2 separate regions of the Zea mays genome follow, and region 1 is linked to region 2. A link is a contact called in public Hi-C data. All regions are on one chromosome and are shown on one strand. The core of a region is the stretch at or near the end of the contact, and the rest is flanking DNA. Distances in the headings are between cores, read along the strand shown.

Region 1 (5,169 bases), core at 2,656-5,155, 400 kb after region 2:
GTGCCGAGTGTCCTACTCTCGGTAAACGTGGTCGTTACCAAGAGTAGGACTTTGTCGAGTGCCCGATAAAAAATACTCGGCAAAGCGCCATATTCCGATAGTGTAGGTGATAATCATCTATCCTGAAATTACTTAAAGAATGACTTCTAAATATCACAAATAACTTAAATTTGTTGAGTCATTTCATAGTAGATGAGCATCATCTAAGATGACGAATAACATTTTACATTTATATATATAATATTTGTAATCATAGTTACCGGTAATAACTAAATTATATTCAGTCGTTATCCAAAATTATTGTGTGTGTGCGCGCGCAGATGCGGGTGTGTGTGACTTGTATGGGTATATTTGGTAAAGAGATCTTCCAAATAGAAATTTTAGAGACTAAAGTTTAGTTCCGCGACTAAAGTATCTAAATACTCTTTAAATTCCAAGTTCCTTGGAAGACTAAAAGGGACTATAAGAACAACTCTAAAAGGGCACTAAAAATTTGTTCCCCAAAACGTCTTATTAGGGTTGTTATTAAAAATCCTAAAAAAGCTAAACCCATACTAGACTACTGATAAATAATCCTTACTATTTTTGAAACACCTAACATGGGGCACGCCAAACGCTAATTGGGTCGGTTGCTGGACTTGCGTCCGTAAGATCAAATGCTTATGTGCTGGCATTACACGGGAAGTAGGTAGTTGCGCGAGCTAGATTGGGGAAGGATCCGCTACGCACAAATTTGTGGGACAGCAGGCAGCGGATGCAGGACACGAAGAATATGGGTAAGAAGAGGGAACTGTTGAAGAGCTTGAAATGGGTTTCCTTTCCTAAAAACACTTTTGGGATTAGTTTACGAGATTTTTTTGGATATGCTCTAAACTATATTAATTTCATCTTTTGATCTTCATTTATTTTTGTTGTAATGAAAGAAGAGTAATGGCCGGAAAATGGTAAAAGACATTTTAGGGCATGTTTGGTTCTAGGGACTAAAGCTTAGTCTCTATATTTTCGTCTCATTTAATCCCTAAATAGTCAAACAATGGAACTGAAACATAGACTAAACTACTAAACTGCTTTAGATCCTAGTCCCACAAAGTGACTAAAAGGGACTAAATCATGTTAATTTCACTTTTTGGCCCTCATTTACTTCAATTGCACTAATGGCAGGAGAACAGCAAGAGGCATTTTGATCTTCTTATGAGTCGTTTAATGTATTCTAGTCATTTAATATGTTCTAAATACTTTTAGTTCATGCACCAAACAGGGTAGAGACCAAATTTTAGTGTCTGGACTAAAAAAACCATACATGCTCTTAGTCCCTACCCTGTTTGAAGAGACTAAAAGTGTTCAAAACTTATTAAATGACTCGTAAGAATACGGGAGTTTAGTCCATGGACTTAAGGAACCAAATTGGACTTAAGGAACCAAATAGGTCCTAAATATAGAAGGGAAACGGAGGGAGGCCTGGTCGTCATTGATCAATATGATCCATGCACAGCAACCTAGCAATCTAGCATACAGTGTGTATTGGTCAATATATATGATCCAAATTAATATGTGCTACCTGCTCTGCAGATGCATGACCTCAATCCACATGCATGTACATATATGTGCGCGTGGTGGAGACGACGACGACACATCTTCAACATGTAGATACCAGCCTGTCAGTGTTCGCTCCTAAAGCTTTGCCGATGGCAGGCCTGCAACATACTACGTACTTAGTCAACAAAAAAAGTTGGCATGACAGAAATTCATGTAATTAATGTAATGAGGAGCTGAGCCAGCAGTATATGTATCAAGAAATTGATTTTCATTTATTTGCCAGCTGGTAAAGTAGATGGGAGAGCCAGGGCTACCAACCAATTTGTTTGGCATTAACGATGCTTGGGCAGGCAGGCGGTGGCGTCAAATTCTCCTGCAAGAAGGGCTCCACCTGATTGGGGTTCCCCCACACAGGGTACCCCTTGATCTTACCCTGCACCAAGAGTTGCCAATTCTCGATCCACATCAGTAACTACTAGTAATAATAACCATATATGCGTGCCTAATCATGCTTACATACAAGAACGTTGAGAGCAGACAGGGTTGCCATTCCCTCGCGTGTCCACTGAAGAAAAACAGACAACATTTCATCTCGTCAGTCGGCCGGCCGCCCGCTACTATATATAAATTCTATTCTATAGTAGTAGATATAGAGTAACCTCAAAAATCTGTTACAAGGAACGAAGCAAAACCAAAAAAACAAACAAAACAAAATGGATACGGTACCTTGGAGGCTGATGCGATGTGCGGTACCACGACGGCGTTCTTCATGTCAGCGAGTCCAGGTTTCATGTAAGGCTCATCCTGTTGATGATGACGATGGATTGAGCATATGCATGCTAGCCCAAGAGCTTCTTGTCGATCAAATTAACTAATACTGATCATCATCAACATCAATTATTCGATTCTATGGATGGATCGGAGTACCTCAAAGACATCGAGGCCAACGCGGAACATGGGGTTAGCCTTGAGGTGCTCCACCAGCGCGGCCTCATCGATCACGGGCCCTCGGCTTGCGTTCACAAGAACAGCCTCCTTCTTCATGATGGCCAGCCTCTCGGGGTTTATCAGATGGTAGGTGGTCTTGTCCAGCACCGGATGCAGACTTATCTGCCGCCAAACGAAACAAGCAAACTCAAACAAAACAATATGATAATGGAATGGTCAGATTAATTAATGGACTGCTGAATCTGACCACGTCAGCCTCCCTGAGGACATCCTCCATGGTGGCGGCCCTCTTCCAGGTGACAGGCTCCTCACCGTTTGCTTTGAGGAACTGCCCATATGCTGGAGGTAGGAGTGCAATGCACAGATCGAGCAAGCAGATTAGTATATATCTGTGCCAGTGACATGCATGGTATAGGTACGTAGCATTCTTGCTTGCCTGTGACGAAATTCTCAAGACGTGTGGCCTGATACAGGTCGTAGTAGATGAGGTTCATCTTGAAACCCTCAATCTGGTATGAATGGCAATTAGCTTGAATACCAATCCAATAGAGAGAGAGAGAGAGAGAGAGAGAGAGAGAGAGAGAGAGAGAGAGAGAGGATAGGAAGTAGTGTACCATCATGCGTGCATAGGCGGAGCCAATGCGACCAGCTCCAATGACTCCAACAGTTTGGCCCTTGAGCAGGTTGCCAACGAACCTGCGACAATACATTGTTATTGTTGCATTTGCAGGAGTATATGAGGAAGCAGAGGGACTGACAGGTGTGGGAGCCATCCGTCATAGAGGCCAGCCCTCATGAACTGGTCAGCCTCGACGATCCTCCTGGCTGCCGCCAGCGAGAGGGAGGCGGCGAGCTCAGCCGTCGTCTCCGTCAGAACGCCCTGTGGTTTTGATTGGGGTTGGGGTTTTGGTTTTGGTTTCAATTCAACAACAAACAGAAGCAGAAGCAGCAGCAACAAACAGAGACTCACTCACCGGCGTGTTGCCGATTGCGATGCCATTCCTGTTGGCAGCCTCGACATCGACGTTGTTGTAGCCGACGGCCATGTTGCTGAAGACCGTGCCTCCGGCGCGCTTGAGCGCAGAGAAGAGCACGTCCCCCCAGTCCTCGGTGAGCTGTCCAATGACGCCGTCGCAGCGATCGCCGATGAGCGCCAGGATGTCGTCCACGGAGAGGATGGTCTTGTGCTCGGTGCATATCTGCCAACAGGGACGGGGACAGGGAAGGGTCAGGTTCGTTTGGTGCAGAATTGAACAGGACAAGAAGAAGAAACCTCAAGGCGGCAGTCGTTGTCGGTGAGCAGGCGGATCCATCGTGTGCCCGGCATGGACTTGGTGCTCACCACGCGGTACTTGCCGCTGGGGTTCCACACCTGGATGGAGACGGGCTTCGCCATGGCTGCACCTGCAGAGAGGTTCTCTCTCTCTCTCTCTCTCTCTCTCTCTCTCTCTCTCTCTCTCTCTCTCTCTCTCTCTCTCTCTCTCTCTCTCTCTCTCTCTCTCTCTCTCTCTCTCTCTCTCTCTCTCTCTCTCTCTCTCTCTCTCTCTCTCTCTCTCTCTCTCTCTCTCTCTCTCTCGCCGGCCTTATCAGGGGGCGGGCAGACAGGCGCCAGAAATTTCATTTTCGTTTTCTCCTCCTTTTAAGATAGGAAGGGTGGTGGATAACAGACAAGTGGCCGGCCTTATCAGCATTTCCCTTATCTCCTTGACAACCACGAGTAGACCGTTGGCACAACAACCAGCCATGGAGGCAAATCATCATAAGATCCACTTTTATATATGTATTATGAGATATTAACTAGTAACAAGTCCAGACAGACGAACTAGCACCCACCAGCTTGACATACATCCAATCCAAAAAAGGATACAACCATCACGACCATTATACTACTATTTCACTACTATTTCGTAAGTAGATAGACTAGCATTGTAGAGTGCAGTGCAGACATCCATCTGTTCTTGTAAAAGAACCACCACCATCACCAGGGAAAGGAAGACAACAATCACTCGAAGGCCCACTGGTTCTCCATGCGGATCTCATCCTCCTCCTCTTGGGTGAAGTCGTTCTTGATGCTGAATGTCTTGCGGATCTCCTCCGGAGTCTTGCCCTTGATCATGTCAGCAACCGTCTGGCAGGTCAGGTCCAGCAATCCCTTGATGTTCAGATAGTTGGCAGCCTGAAAATACAGTTCCATTATGTCAACCAGCAATGGCAGAAAATAACACAAATCACGTCCAATTACATGTGGATTGAAGTGTATTGGAATGAATTTGGATGGATTTAAACCGACTCAATACCACCCAATCCACGTGGCGGTCAAACGAACAATCCCCAAAGTGTGCAAAAGTCGCAAGTACAAGCCAAATTCTGTCTGACTAGCTAGTTAAATTATCTCACTGCAAACCAAATATCATCCCCGCCTGTAGCTAGCTTGATACGGGTGCATTGTTGTTACGAATAATAGCAACAGCATGATTTATCAACAGTGTTCCTAGCCACATCACAGTTTTTGTGGTTGATTGATTCCAGAGCAGCAGGGGCTAGTACAACATCTCTTATGAGATAAAAAAAATTGATTGGTTACGGACCTCCACCACGACGCACAACCAATCAATCAATATATACTGATCTAATCCGAACCCTAGAAAGACAGTAGCAGATCTAATCTAACCTATACATAGACAG
Region 2 (5,375 bases), core at 90-2,589:
CATAAATTGTAGTTTTTCACAAAAAAAATCTGGAGCAGGTTATTATTGGGACCATACAAAACAATATAACTTATTCAGGACAATGTGCAGATATTCTTTTTGAAAATGTAATGTTGTATTCAGAGGCTCATAAAGGCCGATCAGTTTACCAGTCAGGTTGATTATTAAGAATTGCACTAAACTTAAAATATTACCTTCCTTGCATTTGGTACACTCTTGTATGTCTTGAAGTTGTAATTAGGGATGTCGACAGCTTTGCCATGTTTCAAGTTTTGCATACAAGAGAGAAGTAGCTCTGTATGAAATGCATCTGAAATAGGAAAAGATAGATACAGCAGCACATTCAGTGCAGAACTCTTGGGACTAGGATAGTAAATATAATTCTTGTGTAAGGATGAATTCGACCTGGATGATCAAAATTATAATCATGAACATGGACTAATTCTTCATCCGTCAATCCATAATAAAAGGACTCCTGCAAATATTGTAACCTCATTGCTTGTAGTTATAAGAGACTGGAAACAGTGTGACATGGCAATGTGATAATCTAGCATGAAGAGGGCATAGTTTGGTGCCTACCAATGCAGTACCATGCTACTTTGCACATATGCCACAAGATGAGGCCAAGCAGTAATGCACAAACCTGTGTAACAGCCACAACGCGCTGGTCACGGAGCTGATCAATGATCATCTTGCACACGGTACTTTTGCCTGACGATGCACCCCCAGCAACGCCTGTACCCAATACCACATTAGGGCATGCTGCATTCAGGGCCAACATCGATCTACGCTATACTCATCAATTGGCATACATCCTACTGAATTGTCATTAGGCTAGGCGCAGAAAGATAGGGAGAGAGTCCATGGCATCAACCAATCAAGTATATATACGGACCAATAACAAAGGGCTCCTGATGGCCATTCTCCAGGCCAGACGTCGTTGGTTCTTCCTCGGAGGAGGCGGAAAACTGGACGTTGGGACCGTCCAGACGGAGAGCAGAGCAATGGACTCCGGCGGCGGCATCGAGCACCTCATCTACCGATTTCGAACCCATATATACGCCTAGCAGGGGAGTGTGAGCGTCAAACAAATCCGAAATAAATTGTATGCCAACAAAGATTTGGCTTTAGAGGTATCGCAAATCAGGCAAGCAAGGATGTTTCTTTTTTTACCGGAGAGAAACGGAGGAGGGCGAGGAAAGGGCCGACGCCGCCTGGGAGGAGCCGAGAGGGGTGGCGCGGCGGGTGGATCTGGGGGAGAGGAAAAGGGGAAAGGCGCGTGGTCGGCGCGGCGGGAGGTGTGCAGAGATGAGAGGGAGCCTACAAGAATACATGTATGTGCATTGTGGCTTGTATAAACTTTTGTTTTAATAAAACACAAAAAGAAAGAAAGATATATGTTGTGTTCGATAGGTTCAAAATTTCGGCTAAATTATTAGGTTCAATTTTTTGGCTAAATTTCACAGAAATTTTTGGCTAAATTTCACATAAATTTTTTGATAGTTTCGATGACGGCCAGAAGAGAAATCCGAAATCTCGTATTAAACTAATAAATTAGTATGCTTACAGCTATAGACTTATATTTTCTACTGTTTACGTTCTATATTCTTCTACTTAATATTTCCTTCAGGTCTAAATTATAGGTCGATTTGATAAAGTTTAAGTTAAACTTATAAAGTTTTTAACTATAAATACTGCTTTATTATTTAGTTAAAAACCTAATAGTGATTTGTCTTAAAAAGTATTATTATAAATTGTATATTAAATATATTAAAAATTTATTTGTATTTTAACAAAAAAAATTATTAGTCATATCCTAAATGAAATATAATTTGGACCTGGATTACAAACCATGCTAATATTTTATGTAGATCTAAAAGTTTTAGGAGAAAATCTCTATCTCTTCTTCTATCTACTGTGTAAAGCATTTTTTTTACGTTCACGTCTCCCTGCTCCCCATATTTAAAATTATATAACGCCCCGTTACGCCCCGTTTGGATCACTGGAATTGAATTTCATTCTAATAATAATAATTTAGGCATATATCAATTAAGCTAATTCGATGTTATGCAAAATATATTTGTATACTATTATTAGCAAGATGTTAGGGATATTTATGTGTTACATTTTTATTATAGAGGAGTGAAAAGAAAAGTGTCATGTAAGTTACAGAGTAGAAACAAATTCTACTAATGCATAAAATCATTTTCCACCCTCCACCCCATGAATTTGTGATATGCTTATATATGAACTTTGGAAATTGGTGGAATGTCAAATTCCAAACTAAATAAGTTACTTTATTGAGGGAATTCCAATTTCTCTAAAATGAAGGGATCCAAACACCCCGTAAATGGAATTGTATGAGCATATACTCTATGTTTAAGTCTCTACTAGTCATATGCACTCTATGTTTAAGTCTATACTAGTTATATGTCTGTATATTGTTACGGTTTATATATATATATATATATATAACATATAATAAATTTTATTTTAATAAAATACAAAATATATGTTTTCTATTTATTAGGTTGATGTGAATGTGAAGTCATCAACCAAGATTCAAACACTCATTTATACATAATTTTAACTTATTTTTTACATAACTCTCCTATTATAGTAGTAGAAAAGAAATTATAGGAGTGAGAGTTGATTCTAAAAAAATGTAGGAGGTCTTTTGAAAAATATTGACGCTGGACTACGGTTGAAACTGGTGCTTTAATATAGTATAATATAAAGAAACAGATTTAGGTGATGTTTAAGCTGAAAACGCGAAATTCGGTGGCGGACCTAATTTTATAAAACCAAAATTCAAAACTCAGCTATCTATCAATGCATGACCTGCCCTACAGTTCGTCCTTGACACCATCCGTCTGGATGCTCTCCCTTCTTGACTCCTGGCGCTTCAACTTGAAAGGGATGCTAGCATGTTTCTTGATGAACCTGTACATATCTACCACTGTCCGCTCCCCCTCAAACGTGACCTACCAACACATCGAATCAGTCAATGTTCATAAAGATAGCACTGCTGAGAATAATGTGATTACAGGATACCACACATCAACAGGTAAAATGATAAGCACTTACAGGCTCAAAGCTTTTCTTCCCAGCTGGATAGAAGAGAATTGTTGGGTATCCGTCAGACTGTAACACAGGAACCCAGGTATCGTGTCATGCAAATATGCTAGTAAAATTGAAATTCAAGAAGAAAACCCAAGGAGACTACCAAATTGTCTACAGTAAGAGCCACGTTCGGTTATTCATATCCCATATGGATTGGAAAAAACTATGAAAATTTTTGACTTTTTTAGTATTTAAACTCACTCAGGGCTTGTTCGTTTGTGCCGGATTGGTGGGTCGGAATGATTTCTAACCGGATTGCTTCTCTAATTTATATAAACTTTAATTAGGCCTTGTTCGTTTCCGTCGGATTGCACCCGGAATCGTTCCAGCTAATCAAAGTTTATATAAATTAGAGAAGCAATCCGGTCAGGAATCGTTCCGACCCACCAATCCAACAGAAACGAACAAGGCCTTAGGTGGAACGATTCCGGGTGCAATCCGACACAAACGAACAAGGCCTCAATCATATCCAATCCACATGGATTGAGAGCAAAACGAACCCTGTTGGAAATAGTGATCCGTACTAACTGCCTCTCCGAATTGGAATGACTCCCTTTCACCTCCACGGTGGTTTGTCACACACTTCGGCTGGATGCCACGGTATAAGATAACGATCTCACTGCCCCCTAGTCATTGCTTCCAAGTTACCATTTACCAAAAAATATTAATTCCAGGCCTGGTGCAGTGGCGAGAGCTTCTCACTAAGTCTCCACACATGTGAGAGCCTCCAGCACTGGATTGTCTCGGTTTATACCTTCCTAGACCCTACTCATGTGAGAGCCTCCTGACACTGGATCTACCCTACTGATTCTCATATACTACCTGGCACAGAGATGGCCAGTGCCCAGTGCCCAGTAAACACACTCTGGCATGCATACAGCAGCAGACCCGGAACAGATCATATTCTTTTATCCATCATAAGACAATGCAACTTTGAGCATAAAATAAGTGTAAATGTTGTTCGCGTGTCATGATTACTAATGACATAACCAGAAAAAGTTTAGACATTGCAGAGGCTCCCAAACTTAGTTCTCCTCTTGATGTTGTTTTTTCAGTGCTAGCTTTAGAATCCGTGTGCACTACACTATAAACCATGAACACAGATATGTTCAAAAATATTAAGTTGGCATTGAATAAAATAAATACAAGACATTTCTAGCATTACATTTTTTTATAAATCATACATCCATTATAAATCCTAGTGACATAAGTTACAAAAACATAATTATCAAAATAACATCTGAGATAAGTTTTAAAAATGATAAATATAAAGAAAAAAAAGAATATTTTTCAAAAAAAATGGATGGTCAGCCAAAACCAACCATCTACGGCAGTAATACAAACCTTTGCACGTGGATGCTCATTGGTAGTACCATCCATTTTGGCTATCACAAGGGAGTCAACTCCACTTAGATGCTTGGCTAGTTTGTTGTAAGTAGGCTCCAGTGATTGACAATGCCCACACCACGGTGCATATATCTGTATCCAAAACGGCGTGTCGTTATTAATAACAAATAAGTCATATTTTCATAGAGATAAATGCATGGCTGTCCCCACTTTAAGACCTAAATCTGAGTTTGTGCTCCTTTTGTCCCTTTGCAACATTGTCCCTAGTTTGTAAGCAAAGTAGCAGCAATGGTGAAAACATATTGGGAACAGCTGGGGCAATGGCGCAAAGTGAAATAAAAAGGAGGGGAAATTAACCCTCAAAGTGGGGGCAACCATGCTGATGTCCTTTCTCACATGTCTGCCGAACTGCCAGGAACATACCTCCAGAAGTACATCTTTTGATTCATCCAAAACTATTACATCCAGACTCTTTCCAACAACAATTTTGACATCCCCATCATTCTGTGCGCAAAGACAATGTATAATGTCTCAGTAATGCGAACTGAGCGAAGAATGGGGATATATCAGATAATTCTCATGAGTTGAGAGATAATTCTCATGAGTTGAGACTCACAGATTCAGGTACTGGTTCAGACTTGTAGAATGGTGTAAGTTTGTCTTCCAAGAAACCTTCAGCGAAGTCCTGTGCATGAGCCAAAACATTGTAGGTATAAAAATATGTCACCAACTCCCCAGCCCCTCACGCTAGCACTAGCAGAATCCCACATCAAAAGTGACAAAATACTGAAATGTCGCCAGTGCACTGATTAAAAATAAATCCTACAGTTTAGTGCTAATTTTGGCAGATGCAGAGCATTGCAATTTGTTCATGAGAGGTTAGTGTACCTATCTATGAGGTGGAG

What was found. Hi-C and Micro-C count contacts between places; a contact is called where the count stands out from the background.
Region 1: a contact with region 2 is called in a Hi-C map of endosperm, with 1.8 times the contacts expected there. The contact joins the promoter of LOC100193709 here to the promoter of LOC103626500 in region 2. A contact is called at or near these places in 4 of 25 Hi-C or Micro-C datasets (ear, endosperm, leaf and 1 more).

Annotation. Positions count from the first base shown.
Region 1 is chr5:68,404,377-68,409,545 of Zm-B73-REFERENCE-NAM-5.0, forward strand. LOC100193709 reads right to left here and starts at 3,906. Exons shown (of 11, transcript NM_001317198.2): 1 at 3,758-3,906; 2 at 3,459-3,683; 3 at 3,243-3,364; 4 at 3,099-3,180; 5 at 2,921-2,993; 6 at 2,732-2,823; 7 at 2,464-2,646; 8 at 2,263-2,340; 9 at 2,057-2,101; 10 at 1,855-1,969; 11 at 1,524-1,694. The coding sequence starts at 3,880. The coding sequence ends at 1,672. It overlaps LOC100193107, which reads right to left. Exons shown (of 2, transcript NM_001138269.1): 2 at 4,245-4,660. The coding sequence ends at 4,487.
Region 2 is chr5:68,008,833-68,014,207 of Zm-B73-REFERENCE-NAM-5.0, forward strand. LOC103626500 (uridine kinase-like protein 3) reads right to left here and starts at 1,340. Exons shown (of 16, transcript NM_001351769.1): 1 at 1,174-1,340; 2 at 896-1,063; 3 at 644-735; 4 at 406-475; 5 at 195-310. The coding sequence starts at 1,055. It overlaps LOC606412 (protein disulfide isomerase 4), which reads right to left. Exons shown (of 11, transcript NM_001112287.2): 7 at 5,087-5,155; 8 at 4,894-4,974; 9 at 4,468-4,602; 10 at 3,088-3,144; 11 at 2,701-2,984. The coding sequence ends at 2,847.